Regions from separate parts of the Mus musculus genome. Here region 2 is linked to region 1. A link is a contact called in public HiChIP or PLAC-seq data. All regions are on one chromosome and are shown on one strand. The core of a region is the stretch at or near the end of the contact, and the rest is flanking DNA. Distances in the headings are between cores, read along the strand shown.

Evidence for each region. HiChIP or PLAC-seq counts read pairs in DNA pulled down with a chosen protein or histone mark.
Region 2: an H3K27ac HiChIP or PLAC-seq map of embryonic brain shows a contact between it and region 1, with 7 times the contacts expected there. The contact joins two enhancer-like sites. A contact is called at or near these places in 5 of 39 promoter capture datasets (the C10 cell line, embryonic stem cells, hematopoietic stem and progenitor cells and 1 more), 4 of 15 datasets of contacts at CTCF or cohesin (the G1E-ER4 cell line, embryonic stem cells and large pre-B cells), 77 of 484 Hi-C or Micro-C datasets (3T3-L1-derived adipocytes, 8-cell embryo, the AML12 cell line and 41 more) and 11 of 115 datasets of contacts at active chromatin or transcription factors (astrocytes, a beta-TC-6 cell line, bone marrow-derived dendritic cells and 5 more).

The regions. Positions count from the first base shown.
Region 1 is chr7:96,748,046-96,752,134 of GRCm38.p6, forward strand. The region is part of intron 13 of Tenm4 (teneurin transmembrane protein 4); the gene reads left to right. Among named protein-coding and RNA genes, the nearest start is that of Gm15413, 51 kb to the right of the region's middle. Within about 2 kb of position 1,831, at least 24 of the 459 cell types and tissues checked have an H3K27ac peak or open chromatin away from gene starts, as enhancers often do.
Region 2 is chr7:96,909,961-96,914,049 of GRCm38.p6, forward strand. It overlaps Tenm4 (teneurin transmembrane protein 4), which reads left to right. Exons shown (of 33, transcript NM_001310762.1): 33 at 1-1,133. Among named protein-coding and RNA genes, the nearest start is that of Gm22226, 8.1 kb to the right of the region's middle. Within about 2 kb of position 1,876, at least 17 of the 459 cell types and tissues checked have an H3K27ac peak or open chromatin away from gene starts, as enhancers often do.

The DNA of each region.
Region 1 (4,089 bases), core at 581-3,080:
GGGCTGCCTGGCCATCAAGCCTAGCCTAGGCCATTGGCAGACCCTACCTCATAAAACAAGGTGGAAGACACTTGAGGAATGAAAGCCAGGGCTGTCTTCTGGCTTCCATATGGATAAACACAAACACATGGGGGGGGGGGGGGAGAAGCGGGAAGAGCTGAATGGATGGATGAATGAATGAATGAATGAATGAATGAATGAAATTTGCTAGGAGGAAGAGCTATGAAGATGTTCTCCATGTTAGATTTGAGCTGCTATCAGACTCTCAGAATGGATATTAGTTGCTGGCAGGTACCAGTAAGTAGGCAGCTAAAAATGACAGTTTGGAGATAGTGCTGAACTGGAGAGGGAGTTCCAAGAGACCTCAGCATGAGGGTGAGAAGAGGAGGGAGGGGAGGAAGGGGAGAAGTGGAGGGGGGAGGGGAGGGGGCAGGGTAGAATAGGTAAGAAGTTAGAATTGGAAGTGGGGCGGGGTTAAAGATGGAAGCCCCACCAAGGACAGAAGACATCTGAAGAGCTTGAAGTGGGGAAAGTTAGGGAGAACAACTTCACGAAAGCTGCTGGAGTTGGTCAATAGGGAGGCCTCAGAGGGCACCCTCCGTGGGAGCAGTTTCTACCCCTGGTGCAGGGTGCAGGCAGAAGCAGGGTCACCACAAGTTCAGGAGGGAAGGAGGCAGAATGGAAACAGTTCCTTCTAGACAGAGCAGGCTCAGAGATGATAGGCATTACCTGAGGAGGAGGCAGGTTGACTGGAAAGGTTTATGTAAGGTGAGGGGAGCCCTGAGGGTGTTGTCAGTAATGGGAAGGAAGCCAGGAACGAAAGCTGGAGACCCAGGAGGTGAGTAATAGAAGTGGGGGAGGCACAGGCAGAGGATGAGCGGATGAGCGCTGAGCAGGCTTGGGGGGGGGGCGGGCAGCACATGAGGTGCTGAGGGAAAAACAGGCCTAAGGGTGCAGAGGAGGAAGATAACAGGTTGGAGCTTATCGCTGGGTGACAACCCTTTCTAGTAAGGACAGCCACTCTGCTTGCATCCCCTTCTGTGTGAAAACTGCCTCAGTGCTGATCAGCTCTCATGCAAAGGACCAGTAGAGACCCCTGGGCACAGAAACTAGGAAGTGCATGCGAGTGGATGCGTTTGTGCGCAGTGTGCTACTTATTAGCAGTGTGGCCATGGACAAGCTGTGGAACCCACCAGCTCCTAGTCTCCTCATCTGAAAACTGATGGTGTTAGCACCCACCCACCACCTGAGGGGAATGATGAAGAGAAACTGATATTTGTAAAATGCTCAGAGGCATGCCCAGCACCTGAGAGTGTGGAGTTATTATTGGGATAGTCCCCAGTGCTGCCTGCGCTCACCAGAAATCTGAGGTTGGTGACAGGCAGCAGCAGTTACTATATCCTCTTACAGATGAAGAGACCAAGTTCCGAGAAAACAACAAACTTGCCCCCCTCCCCCCAAGCAGCATTAGGCAGGAACAGAGGTACGATTTCAACTGAGATTCTCAGATCTATATACCAGCCCCACCCTTTGCCAATGAGCGAACATCCCTTCCCCCCCCCCTCCCCGTCTCCCTCCCACTGCATGAGGAAGATATCTAGGCTATACTGAGCTCAAGGCTCTCTAATACTTCCCCATGCCACAGAGTTGAGTACCAAGGACCACCGCTTGGGGTGATGGCTCCTTCAGAATCAAGCTATAGTTCAGTGGTGGCAACTTTGACAAAGGCTTGAGCTGGCTCCTAGTGCCTAACCAGAGTTCTAGACCTTCAGCGTCAGTGACAGGATCACGAGGGTTATGGGAAGGGCAGTAGAAAAAGTGAGAGCCAGAACTGCCCGGACATCTGTTTTCAGTTTGAGCTGCTGCCTCTTCCTGCCTTTATCGGAGCACACTCATGTTCCGGGCTAATGGAAGCACAGTTTGTTTCAGTCCTGGTTCATATTACATGTCAGCTTGCCTTTTTATTTCCATCAGGTGTCATAGGTCAAAAGAATCCCTTTGGGGTGTAAGAGATGGACTGCGTAGTTTGAAAATATGAGACGTGGCCATATGCACCAAAGCAGGAGGGCCAGCGTAGTGTCTGCCACAAATGGCACTTGCATTTCACAGGCCTATTAATGCAAGGCGTTCCTTAGACAGCTTGCGTCTGGGATATTGATTGTCTTCCTTTTAAGGGGTAGAAGAAGAAAGTACAATCTGTTGAGCTTTTCCTAGTGCCAACCATTACCCTGAGCGTAGTGGAAGAACGTCAACTCGCTTGACTTCTCATGAGCTTGTGTGGTCACAATTAGTACCCTATATTTCCAAAATCGGAAGCTCCAGGATCCTAACCCAGCAACATCTGGTTGAGGTTGAGACTCTTGCAAATTTCAGACACTTTTTGAGGGCACTGTGTCCTGTACTGAGAGCTGGCTTCTGTGTGCAATGAGTAATGACAGCACTTCTGATGACAATATCGAGTCACAAAAATACTGAAAATAGAAAGAGTGGGGCAAACAGCAGCGTCAAGAACAAGGCCAATAGCCAGGCCTACACCTTTAATCCCAGCACTCGGGAGGCAGAGGCAGGTGGATTTCTGAGTTCGAGGCCAGCCTGGTCCACAAAGTGAGTTCCAGGACAGCCAGGACTATACAGAGAAACCCTGTCTCAAAAACAAACAAACAAACAAAAAGAACAAGGCCAACGTTAAATTTCTAGTTTAAATATCAAAAAGATTCCTTAAAATCACTAGCAAAATGTGATGTATCTACTAGTAGCTGTTGTTTCAGATGCTTTGGCCAATATAGGGAACAAGAAAAATAAGAGACTGAGGCCAGGACACAAAGTATCCACAAAGTATGGACACAAAGTAGTATTTTTGTGAGTGTTGTGTTTATATTTGTAAAATGCATATGTGTCTGTGCGTGCGCACACACATATACACACACATCACTATTTGAAAAAAAAAAAGCTACTATTTAATAAGGAACCCAAATTTGTAACTGAGGTACAGTGAACTTTCCTAAAGTCAAAGTATTTCCAAAATACCTGAAAGACCACTTGGACAATATACTAAAAATATCCTACTCAAGAAAATTAATAAATACTACTGTGTCATCTTAATGAGAACTATGTAAGACCTATGCGATAAAACTGCAAGGTTTCACTGAGCAATGCAAAATAGAACATGAATAATGAGGACATATTGCGTGTTCCTAGGCTAGCAAAGTTGAAATATTCTGAGATGACAATCTGTAGGTTTGACAGAATGCCCAAGAGGAACCTAAAGAGAACTGTAGAGATCTGGCAGAATGGCTTAAAGCTTGTCTAGAGTAGTAGACAGATGAAACATAGATGAGCTATCCAGAGGAAGAAGAGTGGTAGTCCATGTTAAAGATCTCACCACATCATAAATCTACAGTAATTAAAAGAGAATAGCAGCCAAGCAGGTTAGATGGCATAAAGCTGCAGAGAAATATTACCAATGATGCAATAATGCGGTTTAAAAAAAAAAAAAAAACAACACTCACAAAAGCAGGAGTCTCAAGTGAGTAGAGGAAAGGCGGTTTAGTCAATAGATATCAATGGGAAATCAGGAGCTTAAGCCAGTGGCTCTGGAGTGCTAAGGAGGGGAAGGGATATGGCTGATGGACACAAAGTAGTTTTGTAACCCAAAGTATTGGCCTACTATGGACACAAAGTAGTTTTGTAACCCACAGTATTGGCCCACTATTTACAAGATAGATTTTTTTTTCCAGAAAACTCTCTCTTTGTGGCTTTCCTCATGAAAATAGGGGCTGTAGATGTCACTCCGTTGTTACAATGATTATCTGGCATGCCTGAAACCCTGGTTCAGTCCCCAACACTACCTAACCAGGTGTGGTCTGGTAGCTCTTGCCTGTAAGACCAACATTCAGGAGGTAGAGGCTTTAAGAATGTAACGGCCCAAGCTGGACAGTGGTGGCACACGCCTTTAATCCCAGCACTTGGGAGGCAGAGGCAGGCAGATTTCTGAGTTTGAGGCCAGCCTGGTCTACAGAGTGAGTTCCAGGACAGCCAGAACTACACAGAGAAACCCTATCTCAAAAACAAAAACAAACAAACAAACAG
Region 2 (4,089 bases), core at 626-3,125, 160 kb after region 1:
TTTGCCATTTGCAGTCCTTGTGTTTCTGCTGGCCATGTGATGTGGTGAGAGCAGTGACATTGGGCTTTGTACCCGGGGAGATGAGCTGGCTGGCTTCCAGCAGAGGGCTGGGCTTTGGGGTTAAATCACCCATTACACAAAGATGAGTGTGTCCTTCATCCCTCACATCAACTGCTTAGCCCAGGTTATGCCGATTCTGGGGTAGGAGGATTCACCTCCCATGGGGTCCCAGTCTCTCCTCTCTCCCGGGATCTTCATCAGGACTAAAAGCCCTCCACGAGAGGCACACCGTCCCCAGCTAGGTCAAAACCATTGTCTATATTTTGTGAGAGGGGACGGAAGTAAAAAATGAACTCTGTGGTTCAAGACCTTTTTATTTAGCCTTCCCAAAACAGCAAACTCATTTTAAAGACTCATTGCTCAGGTGACTGAAACTTTATCCTCTCCAACCCATCATTCTCAAAAACCAGCCTTGTGTACTTGACTGCCCGGAACAGTGGCGGGCTATGCGGTTTCACGGTGTTGTGGAAGATCAAAGGTGGGGAAGCATGGGGTGGGAACCCTGTGTTGTGTTTCAGAGGCCTCGGTGGGGCCCTGTGTTGTACTTCTTACCCTCTGGGGAATGCCAAAGGCGTGAGACTGGGCTACTTCCTAGTCCCTAAGAAAAATGTGATTGATTCTAAGGGCTGATGGTTCAGGGCTGACTGCCCGTGGGCAGGCTCGGCTGTCCCCGCAGAAGCTGACCCACAGATGTCTGGTGGTTCCCAGCAGCTCTAATCCACTCATCACCAGAACCCCACTGTTCTAAATGTGCCCGTCATTCTGAGGACTTCTGAACCCGCAGCTCTGGCAAAGGACGATAATGAGCTGCCTCTGGATGACCAACACTGGAGACTCTGGCCTTACCATGTGGAAATAGTTTTCCTGAAGTCTGGAACTAATTTTGAGAAGTTTTTTTCTCAACACTTTTGTGTTTCTAACACTGTATTCTTGACTGTGTAAATACCAACAAGGCTGTAAATAAATGCAGATGTAGATACCTTCTAGAAAAAAGGGGGGAAAGCATAAAAACAAAACCAGAAGTGATCCCGTGTAGCCTTCGTTGACAAATAAAAGACTATTTTGTGTTTAAAGGTGTGCAGTGGCCTTTGTTGGGAGACAGTGGCAGTTACCAGGAGGGCTGGAGGAAGACCCCCATCTTAGTCCCAGAGTCCCTTGCAGGTCCTACCTGTCATGAACAGCGGTGTCTGGAGGATCACAGAAGACCAGAGGCCTCACTTACTAAAAGATGAGGTACACACAGAGGCAGCTCTCACCTTAGCTAGTGCCAAACTGCCTTAAGCTGTGTCCTAGCCTGGTTCTTATGCTCACTGGCTTCAAAGACAGATTCCAAGGGGCAGGAACACCTGGCCCCATCCACCACCAAACGCAGGACCTGCCACAGAGTTACTGCACCTTACAAATTAACAGGCGCGTGTTCAACTGAGACGTGATAATAACCACATAGTACAACTTAGGGAGAGAGGAGAAAAACTCCTTGAGTAGTGTAGGTGTTTTCCTGCTGTGTTCTTTTCTTTCCAATCTAGCGTAGTTCTAATCACAGTGCGTGGGAACCTCTCTCTTTTAATCGCACACTTAAGCTATGAGACCTCAGTGTCAGGGGTGAATGCTGGTAGTCTTGAAGAGATTATTTACTGAGCCCAGCTCCCGGGTGTATGTGGCAAACTTTATGAAAATTCAAACAACCGTCCTTCTAAGTCAGGAATGCCATCCCACTCTCATTGACCCCAGGTTGGCCCATGCTAAGCTCTAGGGAAAGGAGGGTCAAGCTATAATAGGCCCCTTCCTTCCATGCAGGCTGGATGGAGACATCACGGCAGAAGTGACAGGCAGCATCAGCAGCGCAGCCCTCCACTGTGAGCCACCTCAGCATGGACAGGGGTTCCGGTGCTACGACCTGACCTTTGGTCACTGAGGTACTCTGCACGCCAGATCGTGCCTCTCCATGAGGGCATGGTGACACAGACCTCCTGGTCGATTTCTTCTTGTGTCACTTAAAGAAGGATGTATGTAAAGTAGCTCACTGCTCAGAACACCATGCCCCCTCTGCCCAGCCCAGCCAACCCAGACCCTTAACTGCTGTCCAAAGCTTAGCACTCTGTACTCTATAATGTTTCTCAAGCTTTGACTTGCAGTTTATGAACGTATAGCACCTCCCCCTCCCCCTGAATTCCCAAATAAGCAGGCCTGGAGGGTAGCCCCAGAACATGCAGTTCTAATCGGTTCCCAGGTATTACTGCTTTGAGAACTGCTGGTAACTATGCTACCCTCAATGCTGTGTACATAATAAATTGTTTAATGTGTGTGACACTTCAGATGCCCCGAGTCAGCAGAACCTCCCCTTTCTCCCAGTGGGCAGCTGCGCTAGCCCACACCCCGACACCCCTACCCCATCTACCTTTCCCTCTGCATGTACCACAATGGGCTGCCTGAGCTCTTGGACCACTCAGTCAAGCCCCAGACTTTCGCCTGTCAGTTGTTCACACACAGTCTTCACACCTGGCTGAAATCAACTCAAAACCTTTTGGACACTCTTTCTGCTCTCACAAGATGCCCCCAGTGCGTCCTCTAAAGCTGACCTGAGCTGTTCAAGACGGGGCCACTTCAGGAGTGAGCTCCTCTCCAGGTTAATCAAAACTAAATTTCATCCTCTGTGTGTTCCCAGTGTCCCAAATACGAGTCCAGCGCCTCATCCGTTGAAGGTTGGCCTCTCTTTGACTTCAGGGTCCAGTCCCTCCAGTGGAGAGTCATCAGTCCACAGCTGCCCCGAAGAGCCAGACACTTCTGGCCCTCTCTACACTCCAGTAAAAGTTGCTAGGACAGCTCACCAAGACTCAGTGGGGTTGGCTGTTGAGAATGAACACACAGGGCCTTCGGTCACCTCATTCAGAGAGACTGGTAGAGTCCTGTGTCCTGCCCCAGAGTGAACACGTGATGAGGGTCCGTGGGTTAGAAATGAATGCAGCCAAGATGACAGGACTTCCAGTTAGCAGTGGATGGGGCTCTAGGTACCTTTGCTCACCAGTTTCCCCTGGGTTCTGCCACAGGAAGCACTCATAGATGTCTGTTAGATGAACGGTGCACACATCTCTGATTCTGTAACAGCCCACCCCACCCTCTGCCAGGTCTCTGGACCTCTCCCCACTTTGATTCCTATTCTATAACTGACTGCAAAAGCACACAGGAAGTGCTCCCCACTAAGTGAGTGCTACTCAACTCTGAGGCCAAATGTCTGCCCCAGCCTCCCTGACCAGATACTTCTGGGGACAAGCACTGTCTGGTTTAATGGTGAGATCTCAGCAGAGAGAGTAAGAGTTGCCTCTAGACAAGGTGCTGTCTGCATTAATCCTGATTGAACCCACACCATAGGCAAGAGGTGGGATTGGCAGGTGAGCTGTAGGTTCATGACTTGTGTTTAAGGATGGAATCAGAATGTGAGTCCAGGATTCCCTAGTGCCACATTCTAAGCTATGTTGGTATTAAAGTTAGGGAGCCAAGGAATTTCCCATATGAAGAGACTGAGGAATGAATACCACCTTTCATGTGTCCAGCAGGTCCCCATCAGCAGACACAGGATTGCCTGAGACTGTATTCCACTCCCATACTTGGAGCCAGCCTCATGGGCAGTGACCAGAGCTCCATGACCAGTGCAGCCCCACAGAGCTCCATGCTTAGAAGGGCTCGGCTCTCCCTGAGTTCAGTGTTCTGCTGTCACCATCTTGAATGCCTGTTTCTTCTTCTTTTCAAAGGGGGACTGTCTATTTTCATCTTATCCTGGATTATGCAAACTATGTGACCAGTCATGCCCAGATTGCTTATCCAGCGTTGATAATCTCTCAGAATTCTAGGACATTCTCAAGACCCTGAGACACAGAGGACCCCAGATTCCCAAAAGAGTGGGTATCCAATGGGCAAGAAAATCCTTGCATGTGTTGGCTTAGGACTGACTCGCATCAAGAGAACCCAGGAAACTCACACCTGATGATAAACATTCGAGCTACAATGCCCTTGCACACACAGGCATGTGTC